Linked DNA regions of Mus musculus: regions 2, 3, 4 and 5 are each linked to region 1. Evidence: chromatin contacts called from public promoter capture Hi-C and targeted proximity ligation data. All regions are on one chromosome and are shown on one strand. The core of a region is the stretch at or near the end of the contact, and the rest is flanking DNA. Distances in the headings are between cores, read along the strand shown. Region 1 holds the start of Tigd3 (tigger transposable element derived 3). Region 2 has its middle 8.6 kb from the start of AI837181. Region 3 holds the start of Map4k2 (mitogen-activated protein kinase kinase kinase kinase 2). Region 4 holds the start of Atg2a (autophagy related 2A). Region 5 holds the start of Batf2 (basic leucine zipper transcription factor, ATF-like 2).

Region 1 (3,188 bases), core at 428-2,927:
TAGAGCTGAAATTACAAGCAGTTTTGAGTCACTGAACATTGGTCTTTGTGGGTTTTGTTTTGTTTTGAAGAAATATTTTGCCTGCATATAAGTCTGTGTACCAAGTATCCAAGATAGCCTGGAGCTGGAGTTAAAGGTGGTTTTGAGGGGCTGGGAATACAATCCAAGACCTTTAGAAGAGCAGACAGTGCTCTTCACCATCTCTTCAGCTCCTGAACTCTGGTCTCCTGTTTAAACTGCTAAACTATGTCACCAGCCCCACTTTGAGATTCTAAACAACTGGGAGATGGCTCAGCTAGTTAAAGCACTTTTCCCTTCTCTTCTCTTCTCTTCTCTTCTCTTCTCTTCTCTTCTCTTCTCTTCTCTCTTTTTTCCCCATTCATTTATTTATTGGCATCGTACCCCTGTCCAAGACAAGCACTTTGACTGTGAACCTGACCACCTGAATTTTGTCCCTGCATCCCAGATAAGGAGCTGGATGATGTGTGTTATTCCAGCACTCTTTTTTTTAAATTTATTTATTATATGTAAGTACACTGCAGCTATCTTCAGACACACCAGTCAGATCTCCTTAAGGATGGTTGTGAGCCACCATGTGGTTGCTGGGACTTGTACTCAGGACCTTCAGAAGAGCAGTCGGGTGCTCTTACCCGCTGAGCCATCTCACCAGCCCTTATTCCAGCACTCTTAGAGGGACATGGAAGTCAGAGACAGAATCTGCAGGAAGCTTAACATCCAACTGGGAGTATGCTACACAGCAAAGCCCTGCCTCAACAAGGAAGGGAACCCCTCCCAAACCTCTCTAGCTAAATACTTATATATCGACTGAAGTGTGCTCAGATTTTCCTAGAGCACCCTGAGGTCACTGTTGCCAGAGAAAGCTGAGCCCTGGCCTGCTACTGCACAGAGTTGTCTGGACTATGCACTGCCTGTTCTGCTATGTAGGCCAGGAGTACAGGGAGTCAGGCACTAATCCTTAGCAACTGAGTAGTCTTGAGGGCCAAAAAAGAAATGTGCAGATGAGACCACTAAAATAGATTTAAGAGAAAATATTTGGTTCGCAGGAGACGACACTTGGAGAGACTGACAGCATCCAGTGGTAAATGGATAGGCTCAAAACCTATGAAAAAGTGGGGTCCTGGCTGTTTAGGGGCAGGGAGGGCTAAGTTATCTACACCTAGTTACAAAGGAGGGAAGTGACTAACAGGAATTTAGATCTTGCCGTGACCCACCAAAACTGGTTAAAAAAAAAAATGTCCTTTCTTGCCACCGGTGTATTTTGTAGGCCGTTGGCAAGACCAGAGGCCAGCGCTGTCCATGGTAACTCTTTTGTGACTAAAAGCTTACATTCATTCATTTTCTCCTTTCATCTTGTTTCCAAAACAAATCCTGGAGGGCCGGTATCCCAGTTAGGTACCACGTAGGGATGGGGTCGAAATCACCTGGGTGGCTGTCAAGGCACGCCGGCTGGTCGACAAGTGATAGGCACTAAGGCCGGTTCTTCCCGCCAGACCCCTCCACTCAGGAAGCTCCTCCTCCGGAGGGCTGACAAACCGCCACTTCCACAGCATCCAATCAGATGTAACTGGAGGCGGGACAAGTTGCCGCTGATGGCTAATCAGTTTGTTAGGGCGGGGCTGCGGAGGGGCCGCGACGAGGTTTTCCCAGCCTTGAGAGACCCGGGTGAGGGCTGTGCGCGCTCTGCGCGCGCCCGCTCCAGAGCAGCCTCTCGGCGCGCTCTGTCCTCGGGTCGCGGCGCCCGTCACTCTCTGGTTCTGCTGAGGCCCAGGAACCTGGCTGGGGCAGGGACTGGAGGCGCGGGACGGCGCCTGGAGGTGGGTGCGGAGCGGGAGGCCCTGTAGCCGGGTGGGCGGGCGGGCTGGGGTCGACGCCTGTGTCCGTCCAGCCGACTGACGAGGGGTCAACTCAGCGAACCAGGGCGCAGAGCCCAGCGCTCGAGCCGCCTGCTTCCTGGCCGGTGCTCCCTTCTCTCTGATATCACTCCAGGCTATCACTGGGCAGAGGACACTTCTTCCCTTTTGCCCTCATCCTCCTCACCCTGTCTCCCTTTGTCGTCTTGGCATCTTCACTCTCCTGGTTGAACCGTTGGGTAGCTTTACCACCCCGCCTTGCCAGCGCCGAATTGTACTAGCGCCTTCAGACACCATCCATCTGGCTTTGTCATCTGTACCATCTCACCTGTTCATCTCGACTCTGTCCGTTCAGTCTACCACCTGCCTTCAGCCATCAAAATTCAACCTAGGTCCTCCTCCTCCTCATCTCCTCTCAGGGGACTCCTCCCTGGCACCCTGAATGTCCCCTACACCTGCCCCGCTCAGCCTCAGCCCCAGGCCTCTCCTTGTTTTTGCTCCTTTGTTGTCCCTGCAGCTGTCTCCTGGTTGTCTTTACAGCTGTGCTTTAGCCTCTATTCATCCTTCCACCCCATCAATACCAAACCCCAGCCCAGAATTCTCTCCACTTCGGACCAGAAACACTCGACTCTGCCAGCTCTCTTCTGGGTCTAGCCCTCTCCTCCCACAGCCTGGCCATCTCATGTCTCTTTCAGCTGGCCTGGTCTCCTCCAGCTTTCTGCATTCCAGAGAATTGCTCTGGCTTCAGGGGTCCCGACCTCTTCTGTTCTTCTTGCTCTCAGCCATTGGCACGCTCTCCTACTTTTCTTCCCCCAGCAGCTTCCCAGGGAGTCATGGAGCTGAACACCAAGAAGAAGCTTCACGCCCTGTCCCTGGCTGAGAAGATCCAGGTGCTGGAACTCTTGGATGAGTCTAAGATGTCCCAGTCAGAGGTGGCCCGGCGCTTCCAGGTCTCACAGCCCCAGATCTCACGGATCTGCAAGAATAAGGAGAAGCTGTTGGCAGACTGGTGCAGTGGCACAGCCAACCACGAGCGGAAGCGGAAGCGTGAATCCAAATACAGTGGGATCGATGAGGCTCTACTGTGCTGGTACCACATTGCCCGAGCCAAGGCCTGGGATGTAACGGGGCCCATGTTGCTCCACAAGGCCAAGGAACTGGCCGATATCATGGGCCAGGATTTCGTGCCTAGCATTGGCTGGCTGGTCCGCTGGAAACGTCGAAACAATGTGGGCTTTGGGACTCGCCAGGTCCTTGTCCCTCTGTTCCCTCCTGAAGCTCCTCCTGCAGTTCTCCCATCTCAGGCCCAGCCACCTC
Region 2 (3,188 bases), core at 381-2,880, 460 kb after region 1:
CTCTATTCCCCAGCTATGAGACCCTTGCTTCGCTCAGCTTCTCCAGGTCATGTGGTTCTGCTCCATCCTCCTTCCACCTCTTCTTCCTCTGCCCTTCTTCCCTTACCATTCCTCTCCTCTCTAAAGCCTCCAGCCCCACCTTTTCCTTCCACTGCCCAATCACAGTCTTTAGCCTTTATTGACCAGTTAAAATGGGGAGGAGGTTCATATGAAACCACTTGAGTATGTGATCCACTCCTCTTTGGGGCAGCTCCTTGTGAGGAAGCAAAATTAATATCAGAATACAACCCACAATTTTCTTTTCTTTTCTTTTTGAGATAGGGTTTCTCTGTGTATCTCTGGCTATTCTGGAACTTGAAGACAAGGGTGACCTCTGCCTTTGGAATGTTGGGATTAAAGACATGATCTATCATTCCTGGCTCTTAGAAGATCTGTCTCTTTGTCTCTGTCTCTGTCTCTGTCTCCGTCTCTGCTCCCTTTCCCTGCCCCCACTATGTGTGTGTGTTGTGTGTGTTGTGTGTGTGTGTGTGTGTGTTTCTGCAGAGGCCGAAAGACAGTGCTGAGTCCTCTGGAGCTGGTGGCTGTGAGCTGTTTGACATGTGTGCCAGGCACTGAACTCAGGTCCCTGGGCAGAGCAGCCAGCTCTCTTAAGCACTGAGCCATCATCCTTCCAGCCCTTTAACTGGTCAATAAAGGCTAAAGACTGTGATTGGGCAGTGGAAGGAAAGGTGTGGCTGGAGGCTTTAGAGAGGGGAGGAATGGTAAGGGAAGAAGGGCAGAGGAAGAAGAGGTGGAAGGAGGATGGAGCAGAACCACATGACCTGGAGAAGCGGAAAGAAGCAAGGGTCTCATAGCTGGGGAATAGAGTCGTGTAGTGGTAGATCTGCCTTCTTTTTCACCCATCACACACTGAGTTCCTGGACCCAGGAGATCTAAGGGTGGAGGTGAACACTGGGCCTCTCAGTCCCACTGCAACCCACGTAGCTAGGGAGGCATCAGGCTGTGGGAGCAGTTCCCGAGAGAGGGAAAAGAGACTGTAGCTGGCTAGATGTGTCAGCGAGGCTGGCCAGGATGTGTCAGATATCCTTTCTTACCCAGTGTATAACTAAGAGGCTCACTGTAAGAGCAAACGCATATACAAACCCCCTTGGCAACCATCCTTAAGGTAGTGTATATGTCTTAGCTTAGTCCCTCTTTGCAAAACCTCCTTTTATCACGGTGCAAACTTCCTTCGGTGTCTATGGCTCAGTCCTTTCATTTGTATCTGCTTTTTGGGTTGCTTGGGGGAGTAGACAGGTTAAATCATGGATAATGCTCGGAGGGAGACTCCCAGAAATGCAAGAAACATGTTAGAGTTCTCTCTTGCTGATAAGATTGGTGCCATGTAGCCCATTTCCTCTTCTGTGTGTCCACAACGGCTCTGTCCAATTAGCCTGACCCACTGAGTGGGTCCTGTTCCATTTAAACCCAAGCCCAGGAGGGTTGGAGCTTGTCTAGCAGTTTTTCAGCTCTTTCAAAAGCCCAGACCAAGGACTCCCCTCCCCCATAAACACTTCCGGTCCCCAGGCTCCCAGGAGCCTGCCCTGCTGATCGCAGCGGTGCCAACTCCTGCTCTGGCCAGGAGTGGGATGAGACGCTTATCCTGGGATGAAAGGCTGGCGGGCCTGGGCTGCACCCACAAAGCGCCCCACCCGAGCTGTGAGGACCTCCAGGCACTGGTGTAAACTGAGTCATGGGGGGCAAGGGAGTGAGTCATGGAGCCTGAAAGAGAGCCAAGTGGGGCAAAGCTTGCCTGCGCCTGCGCAGGGGCTGCTTGCCCCACCTCAAAAAGCCATAGCTGTCAGGCCCCCTGGGGTACTTACAGACCGAGATGACCAGGACCATCTGGGGCAATTGAGCCAGACTTTCCCTGTGTGTGTGTACATTTCTGGGCGTGTCTGTGTGTGTCTGTGTGTGTGTGTGTGTGTGTGTGTGTGTGTGTGTGTGTGTGTGCACGTGTGTGTGTATCTCTGTTTCTGGGCATGTGTGTGTGTGTGTGTGGGGGGGCTATGTCTATGTGCATATATGCACACGATGCAAGAGGTGAGCGTCAACACAGGAAAGGGAAGCTTGTTTGGTCAAAAGTCAAAACTCTGGAGAGGTTCTGGCAGGAACTTCACTGCCCTCTCCTGGCCTCTGAACGTTTGGCTGACTTATTTTATTTTATTTTATTGTGGCAGCCAGTTTTCTCTCCCTTCAGGAGCCGCAGAGGAGGCCTGGTATGGGACTTGGCTATCCTCCAGGGTGCCTGACAGGCATAGCTGGGCCCAATGGTAGAAACCAATCAGACTTAATCTTAAAGAGGCTTCTGCCTCTGCGAGCTAGGATTGCTGGGGGACCAGAGACAGAATGCCCTGATGCCCTGATGTAGGAGGCATCCTTAGGAGCTGGGCAGGCCACTAGAGCATCTGTAGTCTTGGCTCTGTCCAGTTTTTACTTTCTTGTTTGTTTTGAGACAGGATATCATGTGGCCTAGACTGGCCTCACACTGCTGTGTAACTGAAGTTGAATTTGAACTCCTAACCTTTCTGCCTCAGCCTCTCGGGTGCCTGACTCCACTTTGACCATCTTAGCATCTTTTAATCTCATTTTTCATCAATAAAAGGAGTGCTGTGTGGGGTGGAGAGAGCTAAGGAATATAAGGTACCCAGTGTTTGCCTGTGCAGAGCAGGCCTGTATAAGTGTTTGCTCTTACGATGAGCCTTGCTTGTTTCGTTCATAAAATAGACAAGAAAGGATACCTGAGCTGTCCTGTCCAGACTTCATTCCAGTTGCAATCTCTAGTTTCCTTTCTTGAAAAGCTGTCCCCACAAACCTGCTCCCTGCCCTCTCATCCTTCTGCCTAACTCAGGTATACTATCCCCTCCTAGGAGGCCACTGGCCAAAGAAAAACCAGGTGAAGTGTTTCTCAGACTAGTGCCCTTAGCTTTACCCTTCAGTGCCTAGGGCATGTACGTCACAGAAGTGGGGAGTTTCCCTCCTCAGTGAATCAGCCCTGTGACCCAATCTTCATTCCTGCCAAGGCCCCTCCCAGTCAGCAAGAGCGGGGTGCAGCTGGCCTACTAGGAAAATCCCCCAAATCGTGCCAAAGCTTTGGTGGAAGCATCTCCCAATCCAGCTGTGCCCTGTACTCCCGGATTCTGCCCCAG
Region 3 (3,188 bases), core at 324-2,823, 450 kb before region 1:
ACACACAGAAAGGATTGTGTCAGGTGCCTGGCGGCTTCCTCCTCATTTGAACCATGCCCTTGGCTGACCCCCTACCTTAATGTCTCGGTGAATTTTCCCCTGAGAATGCAGGTGGTGGAGCCCCTGGAGACAAACAGAAGTCTCTGAGGACAGCTGCTTTGCACTAATTATCTCTTCTGAGCCCCTCCTCAGGACTGGGCCCCCCACCCAAGCTGCTTCCTCCACCCCTCTCCCCAAGCAGGAAGTGAATGAGCCAAGAGGGAAATAGGCTGCTTCCGGCAACAGAACTGGGGGGCCCCCTCCTGCTAGGACCTCCACCCCCTGAGTCAGCCCATCCCAAGGTCCCAATCTCCCACTGGCCAGATGTGTTGGGCCCACACTCCTGAGGATTCCAAAATGGGTGCTGCCTATGAGCCCCATACCTTCAGTGCCTCCCGGCAAACATAGGCAATCTGCCGTTCTTCCAGGGGCCCAGTGGCTGAAACATACAGAATGGGGGCTGAAGAGAAAGAGCCTGAGGGATATGCTGACCCTCCCTACCCACCCTGCAGAGTGGGGAGCAGCAGGCACCACTACAGCAAAGTGATGTTAGCCAAATTTCTTCCAGACTCAGGCTGGGAAACTGAGCCCAGAGGAGGATAGTATTTCTCTCAAGGTCACACAGCCAGTCAGAAGCTAAGAGGAGTCCAAGTGCAGCCAGAAGGATGCCTTCCTACCCCTATGTTGGGATCGGGAAAGGCCATGTCCATGGAGTCTGGATCTCACCGTGGTAAATCTCCTGCAGTGACCCTCCTCCACAGAACTCCATACAGATCCACAATCGGTCATTCCTGGGGAGACAGAGAGCTGGGGTGGCACAATGCAAGGCACAAGAGGGTAAGAGGATAAACAACCTCACCTGAGGTAGCTGCCGATGTAGGCCACGACATTGGGGTGGCGGCATTCACGAAGGATGGTGATTTCCTGCTGAAGAGAGCTGATGTCGTCCCCTGGGGAGCACAAGGCATTATGGGGGGGGGGGGGGAACGAATAGCCTAGACTCTGTCCCTATGTGCAAAATGAGCATAGAGTATTTCTCTCCTTGCCGAGCAGGTGCCAAACCTTAGTTTCTCCTGGGGTCGGCTTCACGGGGGGGTCTAGAAAATGTTAACTCTCTGCCCCCGCCAGCTCACCCGCCCGCCTCCCAGGAGCACAGAGGCCCCACCCGGGCCCACACCTGGGTCTAGCTTGACGATCTTCACCGCGGCCAGTTCGGACGTGACGGTGTCACGGGCCTAGGGGCGAGAAGCGGGGTGAGGAGGGGGCGGGGCCGGGGTTCCCGCGGCGGGACGTGAAGATGCACCCTCCTCCTGCGCTCCCGCCCGTCCCGCAGCCCCGCTCAGCGCACCTTGTAAACGTCGCCATAGGTCCCGGCCCCCACACGCTGTAGCAGCTCGAAGCGGTCCCGCGGATCCTGCAGCGACACGTCCCGCAACAGCGCCATGGCCCGGCGCCGGACCCGCCGGCGGGCGCAAGCTGCGGAGCCGGCGCGGAGCGGCGCGGGGTGGGGCGGGGCGAAGCGAGCGGGCAGGCAGGGGCAGCGCCGAGACTCGGAGGCCGTAGGGGCGGGGCCAGCCCGGGGCGGGGCCAGCCCGGGGCTGCCCCGCCGCCCGCCTGGCCGAGAGGAGGCGCCCTGGTTGCGCGGGGAAGTCCCAGAAGCAGGGGCGGAGCTTAGGTACCCCTCCCAATTCTCGCCGCGCTACAGGTGCAGAGCATAAAGTTCAAAATCCTAAAACAGCAAAAGCAGATATCCACTCCCGCCCCATCCCCGATTTCTCAGATGAAACACATACATACATCTCTCTTTTTTCTTAACAAAATGCATTTATCTTTCTTGGAACTGAAAAATAAATCTATGTACAAAACAGGAAGAGGCTGGCCCTCCCCCACCCCGTGCAGATTTCCTCCTGGGACCTCAGGGAGGTTCCCAGAGGGCTGGAAGAGGTCCTGCTCTGTTCTTGCGCCAGTTTGGTCAGGAAGGGGGCGAGGCTCAGTATTCACAGATAAGAGTCGGAGCTTCATGTCCTGTACTCAGGGGCTAGGGAGACGAGGAAGATTTCCAAATTCGGGCAGCAATATGTAAGTTCTTTGGGGTAAGGGATTTGGATTCCCAAAGGATGGAACTCTATATAAAGTGCGGAAATCTACCCCTAGGGACTGAATGGTCCTTGGTTTCCAGGTAGCAACTGTGCTCTGGGGCTAAGGTCAATCTAGCCCCCAAGTGGGAGGAATGCCCTACTGTTCAGGCGTGACTTGGGCTCCTGTCATGGTCCACTGAATTTCGGGGGATTGGACCTACAATGAGGTTCCAATTGGCCGGCTGGTGGGGATGACACCTACATTCTAAGAACTGAGCCAGGGCTCTGGGGCCTGAAGAGGGGCTAAATGAAGGCTCCTAGTCACTGCAGGACAGCTCTGGGTCCCCTAGGACTGAGGGCGGAGTCTAGGCTTGAATTAGAGGATGAGGGTGAAGCCTGCTGGGAGTGAGGGCAGGCCTGGGGCCTTGCCACAGAATCAGAGTTCAGAGGCCCTTGCGCTGCCGCTTTAGGAAAGAGAGTGTGTAGTCGCTGGGTGTGGACACTTTCTGTTTCTTCATCTGCACTTGCGACTGTGCCGTGAGTTGCAGCTTGATGGCGCTCGAGTTGATCTTGGTGGCCACCAGTAGCTCCTTCATGCCTTTCATCTTCTCACTCTGGAAAGTGAGCACTGGGCCCTCTGGGGGTGGCGATGCTGCAGGTGCTGGAGCCTGAGCAGCATTGCCGACTTCCTGGCCACCGCGGGTAGTACCTGGGACAGTCCCTGACGTTTTCCTAGGTGGTCCCGACCCTGCACTTTGTCCTGAGCCCGGGCCCTTGTCCAATGCAGGCTTCTTGGGTGGTGGTGGCTCCTCAGGCTTGGACTCTCTTCGGGGACCACGCCGACGGCCTTCTCGGGCTTCATCCCCCCATGGTTCTTCAGCCTCGGCCGCCTCTGCTTCCCGGCTAACTATGTGCACCTTCTGCCGCACCTGAGCAAAAGCGCAAGCCAAGTGAAAGGCTGAGGATCATCCGTGGGACCTCTAGGCTCAGCTCCTGGCCACCCCTCTAGCAGTGTCCTCTCATCTGTACTCATACACATGCAATGTAACCTCACTCCCCTACAACTACTGT
Region 4 (3,188 bases), core at 175-2,674, 350 kb before region 1:
AGTGGACTGAGAAGGCATTCTGGCTGAAAGCAAAAAAAAAAAAAAAGGGAACACCCAGATGTTGGATATTTTTCTGAGCGGTTTAAGAGGCGAAGGTCAGACACCTCTTATACCAGGCCATTAGAAGATGCCACCATCTCTTCAACCCATATTTGTTCCCAAAGGCATGGCTCACCTCTAGCTCTTTCTAAGTGAAGCTGCAGACCCATAGGCCAGCTAGAAAAGAGAAAGAGGCCAGCCCTGCCACATGCCCATTCTACTGCTCTTGGAGCTAGGATGACCCCATACCAGCCCTTAGCTGGAGCCTCTAATTGGTGGCTCCTTGGCTACTCCCAGCCATCAGCTGTGAGTCAATGCCCCTCACCTGCCACCCCCAGCCTCCTGCTCAACTCCATACCCTAGGCCTCAGACCTCCTGAGCATCAGGCCCAGCTTCTCCTCCCATCCCCCACCCCAGCTAGCCTGAAGCTAAACCTCTACACCTCTCCTGGAGGGCTGCCCTCCAGGTAGAGATGCCAGAGACCAAGTCCTTCCCTAAACCCAAGCTAGGCCCCTCCCACTCTCCCAAAAGCAGGAAGTAGAGAGCAGCAACAGTCACACGAGGTGTGGATCAACACAGAAGGCAGTGACGCTGTTGTTGACATCCACATCCGGGGGCGATCTCCACCCCTTATGCCCAGGATCATGGGGTGAGGAGGTCAGGACACATCTTTCTACAGGTGCCCCTGGCAGGGCTCTTAACACCCCCAAAGCCTCCCTGACTACCCTAGTTCCAGCTCTTGTTACTGCCTGGCTCCCCACAACATCTCTCTGCTCCCCTAGCTCCCGGGAATCCCCTTCCCCAAGCAGCTCTCCCAAACTCCGTATGATGATGGTGACATTTTTTTTTTTAAAGTAACACCTCACTTCCTAGTCTGTCTCTCCTAGAGAGGTGAAGACAGAGACTTCTCTCCTAGCTTCTGGTTAAGTGGTGACGGGCCAGCCAGGGGGCCTGGCGGAGGCGGTCGAGACCCACTGGCCTCTCCAAACACGGTGCCTGTCCTCCAGCCCAAACCTTCCGCGAGGACCCTTCGCTGGCCCGTGCTCCCTCTCTCCACACCATCCCACCTCTGCCCTGCCTCCTCACCCAGGTTTCCAGGTGAATATCCCGCAGGGCAACGCTGCCCTTGTACAGATCCAGGCTGAGCTGGTCCAGGCTGAGGTGCTCCTGAAAGAAGTGACCCAAGTAGTGCTGTAGCAAGTAGCGGCAGACACGCTCTTTCACACAGTTCGACCATGGCCACAGCCATCGTGACATCTCGGGGACCGCCGGGCCCGAGCCGCTTCCGCTGGCCGACAGCCGGCGATCTCGGTCCGGCTGTGCTGTTCACTAGAGCCCCCGGTTCGCCCCGCCGCTTCTCTCAGCGCCAGGCCGCGCCCCCGGACGCCCAACCACGCCCCCACGCTCGCTGCCATTGGTCATTGCGAAGGGCGAGGCCCACTGATTGGCCGCGGGAGGCGGAGCCTTGAAGAGCGAAAAAGGGACTGGGCTCTTTGCGAGATGAAATGCTCCCAATCGTAGTTTACGCTTGCGCGTAAATTCTGAGTGGGAGGACCTTTAACCTCCTTGCTTCAAGCTGCGGAAAGGCTGCAACCGTAGGGCGACAGTCCGGGCCAGGAAGAGTGCGCATGTGCCGATTTGTCCAACTTTTTTTTTTTTTTTTTAGGTGATTGGGAAGAATTTAAAGGAACAGTGACTCACCCAATTTGTAGACAAGCTTATCAGAGGAGTAAAGTCAGTGCGAATTTTGCAGTCTATCTTTTGGCAACAAATGCACATTTGCACTTTTATAAAACTTTTTTTTTTTTTTTTTTGGAGACAAGCTTTTCTGTATTTGGCGGTTCTGAAACTCACACTGTAGTCCAGGCTGGCCTTGAACTCATAGGATCCTCCTGCCTCTGCCTCTCTATGATGGAATTTAAGGCGTGCATACATCATCACGCCCAGCCCTATGAAACTTGCTTTAGTCCTTTATCTTTTTTCATTTGCTTATTTGTTATTTTATCTATTTACATTTCTGTTTGTATGTTTTTCGAGACAGGGTTTCTCTGTGTATCCCTGGCTGTCCTAGAACTCACTCTGTAGACCAGGCTGGCCTCTAAAGCCTGCCTCTGCCTCCCAAGTGCTGGCGTTAAAGGCGTGCACCACCACTGCCAGGCATCTATTTACATTTCAAATGTTATTCCTCCCAGTTTGCCTCCACAAAACCCCTCTCCCCACTCCTCCTAGCCGCTTATCTTATCCATTATTGTTAACAACTCCCTAAAAAGGCACTATTTGTTTCCACTTTTTTTTTTCTTTCTTCTTCCTTGTTCTTTCCTTTTTTTGTTTTTTGTTTTTTCCGAGACAAAGTTTCTCTGTGTAGCCTGGCTGTCCTGGAACGCTCTGTAGACCAGGCTATCCTTGAAATCAGAGATGCATCTGCCTGTGCTTCTAAAATCTGGGATTGAAGGCACACACACACACACACCCATTTCTCTCTTTTTAAAAATTCTGTCAGGTCCCCAAGAAATTCCTTTTCCCAAATTCAGACATTTAGACAAAAGTGAGGATTCCCTCAGGGACATACACCAAGCCAGTCTTTGAATTCCAGGCTAGCCTAGTCTACAGAGGGAGTTCCAGAACAGCCAAGGTTACACAGAGAAACCCGGTCCTGCAGGGTGGGGTGGGGTGGAGTGGGGGATGATAGTTCCTACTTGCTAAGAGGAGCCATTCTGCTTATCTCTGGCAAAAGGGACTATGACTCACATCAATGAGAGTCTTTGGTGCCTAATGTATATCTATCAAGGTCCATGCTAACCTCTTGGGCTACCTGAGTCCCTACTCATAAGTACATGGTACAGAGTCATCCTGGCTGGCAGACCCTGTCCCCTAACCTCTCCAGCCCTGGAGGTTCATTTCTTTGCCCTCTTTGCTTTCTCTGCACCCCTGCTCCCCTCTCTCCCTGCTCTGGACTCTTCCAGATGCCTCTGGCTGTTCTCTTCCTTGCATCCACAAGGAACCCATGCCTTCTCCTCAGCTGTACTTTCGAGTGGCCATGTCCTCATTTTCATTTGGTTTGCTAGTGTTCCCAATTTAAGAGGTAGAAAATAGGATTATGAAGGTTGTTTAGCCCATCACCAGGAAGGTCTTTTTTCCCTCCTCTTCCC
Region 5 (3,188 bases), core at 357-2,856, 270 kb before region 1:
CAGCCCACAACCCCACAAAGGCAGCAGGGTCAGGGTCTGATATGATCCCATGTGCCTGTCCTCAACTCAGTCTAAAGGGGCTGGCACTCACTTACTGAAACAACATTTAATTTCCTCTGTGTGTGTGTGTGTGTGTGTGTGTGTGTGTGTGTGTGTGTGTACACTGTAGGAGGACAGCCTTAAGTATCATTCATGTTCAGAAGCCATCTGCCTTCTTTTAATTTAAGTTGTGTGTATATGTGGTGACCTGTGTATGCATGTGAGTGTCTGTACCCTTGGAAACCAGAAGCAGGTGTTAAGTCCCCTGGAGCTGGAGTTACAGGTGATTTGGTTGTGAGCTGCCCCGTGAAGGTGTTGGGAACCAATCTCGGGTCCTCTCCAAGAGCAGTGAGCATTCCTAACTGGCCCCCACCTAGTTTGTTTGTTTGTTTGTTGTTTGTTTGTGAGATATAGTCTCTCACTGGTCTGGGACTCACCAGTAAGACTGGGCTGCCTGGTCAGCAAGCGCCCCTCTCCCAGGGCTGGGCTTACAGGTGCTTGCCACCTAACCAGGTGCTTTATGGATGCTAGGGACCAAGCTCAGGTCTTTAGGCTTCCGAGACAAGTACTTCACTGACTATGCTATCTCCCCATCCCTTCAACAAACATTTATTAAACATCTACTATGCACCAGGCACAAAACTAGAAGGGCACAGAAGTGGGAAAAAGAAGAAGAAAAAGGAGGAGTAGGAAGAGGAGACAAAACAAACAAATAAAATTAGGCAAAATGGCAAGATGTAATGGAAGGATTAGTTCAGGCCAGACTTGGCTACATAGTGAGTTTGAAGCCAGCCTGGGATACACGAGATCTTTCCTCAAAGCAGGAATGTCACCTACCTGGCACAGAAGAGATCTACAAGACTCCATGCTCACTCACAGGGCAGTGGGGCGGCTGCCTAGAACTGATGGAGATTCCATTGGGCAGAGAGGACTGCTCCTGAGAGCTCTGAGCCCTCCAACCCCGGGGACCACAAAACTTAAATGGAACTTGAAGTCAAATGCCTAGAGCGGGACCCTGTCTCTGTCACTCCACCTCAGGCAAGACTCCAGCCACTCTGGCTGAGGACTCTGCATGTCCCTTGGATTGTGGCTATATCCTCCTCAGGGCAAACTTCAGACCAGAATAGAGGCTGGAGAAAGACAGAGTCAGCGAGGAAAGAAGGCAGCTGTGATTTGGGAGACTAGAGAGAGAAGGGAAGGATCTGGGAAACGCTGCAAGGTGAGAGCAAATGGATTGCGAGGAAGCAGTACGCACGCATGCAGGGTCCAAGTTCAAAGCTGGAGACTGGTCTGCAGTGTGAGCGCCAGGAAGTCATTCCAGTGCCCAGGAGGAACTAAACCGTGAGATGGGAGTGTGCAGCCCAGTTCCCAGGTCACACAGATCATGGTGACCTTACTGCAGCCTTCCTTGTCTCTCTCCATAGCGTTTCTTTCCTAGTCCCCTGTACTCACTGTCTCAGTCAGCAGCTCGCTACTCCCACAGAGTTGCATGGCTTAGGCAAGGGGAAAAGAGGTTCAGTCTGGTCCTGGATGTCCCCTCAGCAGCTGTCCCCTCCCAGTGACCTATGGAGGCCCAAGGAAGTGGTGGCTCTTTAAATCCCCAGTGGCCACTCCGCCCCTAGCACACCCAGTTTCAGTTTCTCCTAAAACCATGGGCTGCCCAGAATCCCTGGCTCTTGCTCGCTCACGCTCACTCACGTGGGTGGAACTTCCTAACAAGAGCAGCCTTCCGGTTAGGCCCCTTCTCTAGAAGAAGGATGGTGGAGGGTAGATGGGAGCAGTTAACAAGACCGTATCCTGGAGAGGGCTGGCAGGATGCCAGGGACAGAACCTAGAGGAAAAGCGGGGTTGGGGTGGGGTGCGTGAAGGAGCCCCCATAGTCTCTGAGAAAGTCCAGGTTCACAGTCCACACTGGAGCTGTGCAGCTTTGAGAAGGTGATTCACCTTCTCTGAACTTTGGTTTCCTTATCTATGAAGGGTATGGGTAGGGTGGAGCAAATTTCCAGGCCTGCGGCTGGGTGTGCCTGGTGTGGTACTTGCACTGGAGAAGCAGAGGCAGGAGAATCATTCATGAGTTTGAAGCCAACCTGGGCTACATAGTAAGAACTAAAAATTCTCAAAATATAAAAGTTCCCAGGCATAACAAAAGAACTGTGACAACACGACCACTCCAAACTCTCTGAGACCGATGTTGGACTCATGCAAAAAATCAACAATCAGAGCTGGCGTGATAGTGCTCGTGACTGCACGAACCTCCAAATCTCAGGACTCAGAGGCAGAGCCCAGCAGGTATCTGAGTTAAAGGCCAGCCTGGTCTACAGAGTAAGTTACAGGACAACCAGGGCTAAATGATGAGACCCTGTCCCACTGATGATGAAGAATTTAAACTTTTTAAATTTAATTTATGCATACCAGTGTTTTGCTTGCATGTATGTCTCTGCCCTACATATATGCCCCGTGTCCTCAGAGGCCAAAAGAGGGCACTGGAGCCCCTGGAACTAGAGTTTCAGATATTTATAAGCAAAAATGTAGGCGCTAGAAACTGAACCTGGATCTTCTGGAAGAATAGCCAGTGCTCTTAATCGCTGAGTCATCTCTCAAGCCCACAAAATAAAACTTTTAAAGGAATCTTTATGTCCAAGTTTATATTTAAAAAACAAAAAGTGCTAAATCTGGGCACAGTGGCAGATGCCTATAATCCTTGGGAAATGGAGGCAAGAGGACCAGAAGGACAAGGCAGTTTATGGCTACACAGAATTGGGGTCTAGCCTGGGTTAGAAGAGACGGTGTCTCTTAATAAATAAGTAAAGTAAATAAAAATAAAAAGACTGCAATTGATTAGTAGTGTCTGCCATGTCGTGATGTCTGTAATGACCAGAGTTATGCAACACAGGAATCTTTTGCCATCTCTAGAACTGGTCCTGAAGCCAGCTTGAGCCTTAAGAGATGAGCCCTGGTGCTCTGCCCACCAAATTTATCATCCATACCTTCTGTGTGTGATCCCTTTGCTGTGGATGATAAAGTCATTCCTAGTCCACAGAGCTGTTTGAAGGGGAGGAACAGGATGAAGAGAGCCCTTCCCTATTAGAAAGCACTGCCCAGCCTGGTGCATCTTCTCTTTGAGACTTGCAGTGGATCTGGATTCTAGG

What was found. Promoter capture Hi-C pulls out the DNA fragments that hold promoters and counts their contacts.
Region 2: a promoter capture Hi-C map of pre-B cells shows a contact between it and region 1, with 2.1 times the contacts expected there. A contact is called at or near these places in 3 of 39 promoter capture datasets (frontonasal cranial neural crest, liver and pre-B cells) and 1 of 130 datasets of targeted methods (bone marrow-derived macrophages).
Region 3: a contact with region 1 is called in a promoter capture Hi-C map of embryonic stem cells, with 2.7 times the contacts expected there. A contact is called at or near these places in 13 of 39 promoter capture datasets (the 3T3-L1 cell line, the HPC-7 cell line, cranial neural crest and 9 more), 3 of 130 datasets of targeted methods (astrocytes, craniofacial prominence and embryonic limb bud) and 1 of 9 other capture datasets (liver).
Region 4: a contact with region 1 is called in a targeted proximity ligation map of pancreatic cancer cells. A contact is called at or near these places in 9 of 39 promoter capture datasets (the C10 cell line, the SN4741 cell line, cranial neural crest and 6 more), 1 of 484 Hi-C or Micro-C datasets (pre-B cells), 3 of 130 datasets of targeted methods (embryonic stem cells, memory CD8 T cells and pancreatic cancer cells) and 3 of 9 other capture datasets (adipose tissue, liver and pancreatic islet).
Region 5: a promoter capture Hi-C map of neutrophils shows a contact between it and region 1, with 2.3 times the contacts expected there. A contact is called at or near these places in 2 of 39 promoter capture datasets (liver and neutrophils) and 1 of 130 datasets of targeted methods (bone marrow-derived macrophages).

What each region holds. Positions count from the first base shown.
Region 1 is chr19:5,892,617-5,895,804 of GRCm38.p6, reverse strand. It overlaps Tigd3 (tigger transposable element derived 3), which reads left to right and starts at 1,677. Exons shown (of 2, transcript NM_001362045.1): 1 at 1,677-1,835; 2 at 2,688-3,188. The coding sequence starts at 2,705.
Region 2 is chr19:5,432,108-5,435,295 of GRCm38.p6, reverse strand. No RefSeq gene overlaps it. Among named protein-coding and RNA genes, the nearest start is that of AI837181, 8.6 kb to the right of the region's middle.
Region 3 is chr19:6,339,545-6,342,732 of GRCm38.p6, reverse strand. It overlaps Map4k2 (mitogen-activated protein kinase kinase kinase kinase 2), which reads right to left and starts at 1,573. Exons shown (of 32, transcript NM_009006.3): 1 at 1,388-1,573; 2 at 1,217-1,274; 3 at 899-989; 4 at 766-830; 5 at 423-478; 6 at 76-123. The coding sequence starts at 1,483. It overlaps Men1 (multiple endocrine neoplasia 1), which reads right to left. Exons shown (of 10, transcript NM_001168489.1): 10 at 1,839-3,046. The coding sequence ends at 2,561.
Region 4 is chr19:6,239,904-6,243,091 of GRCm38.p6, reverse strand. Atg2a (autophagy related 2A) reads right to left here and starts at 1,424. Exons shown (of 40, transcript NM_194348.3): 1 at 1,126-1,424. The coding sequence starts at 1,296.
Region 5 is chr19:6,162,857-6,166,044 of GRCm38.p6, reverse strand. It overlaps Batf2 (basic leucine zipper transcription factor, ATF-like 2), which reads right to left and starts at 1,606. Exons shown (of 3, transcript NM_028967.2): 1 at 1,492-1,606. The coding sequence starts at 1,530.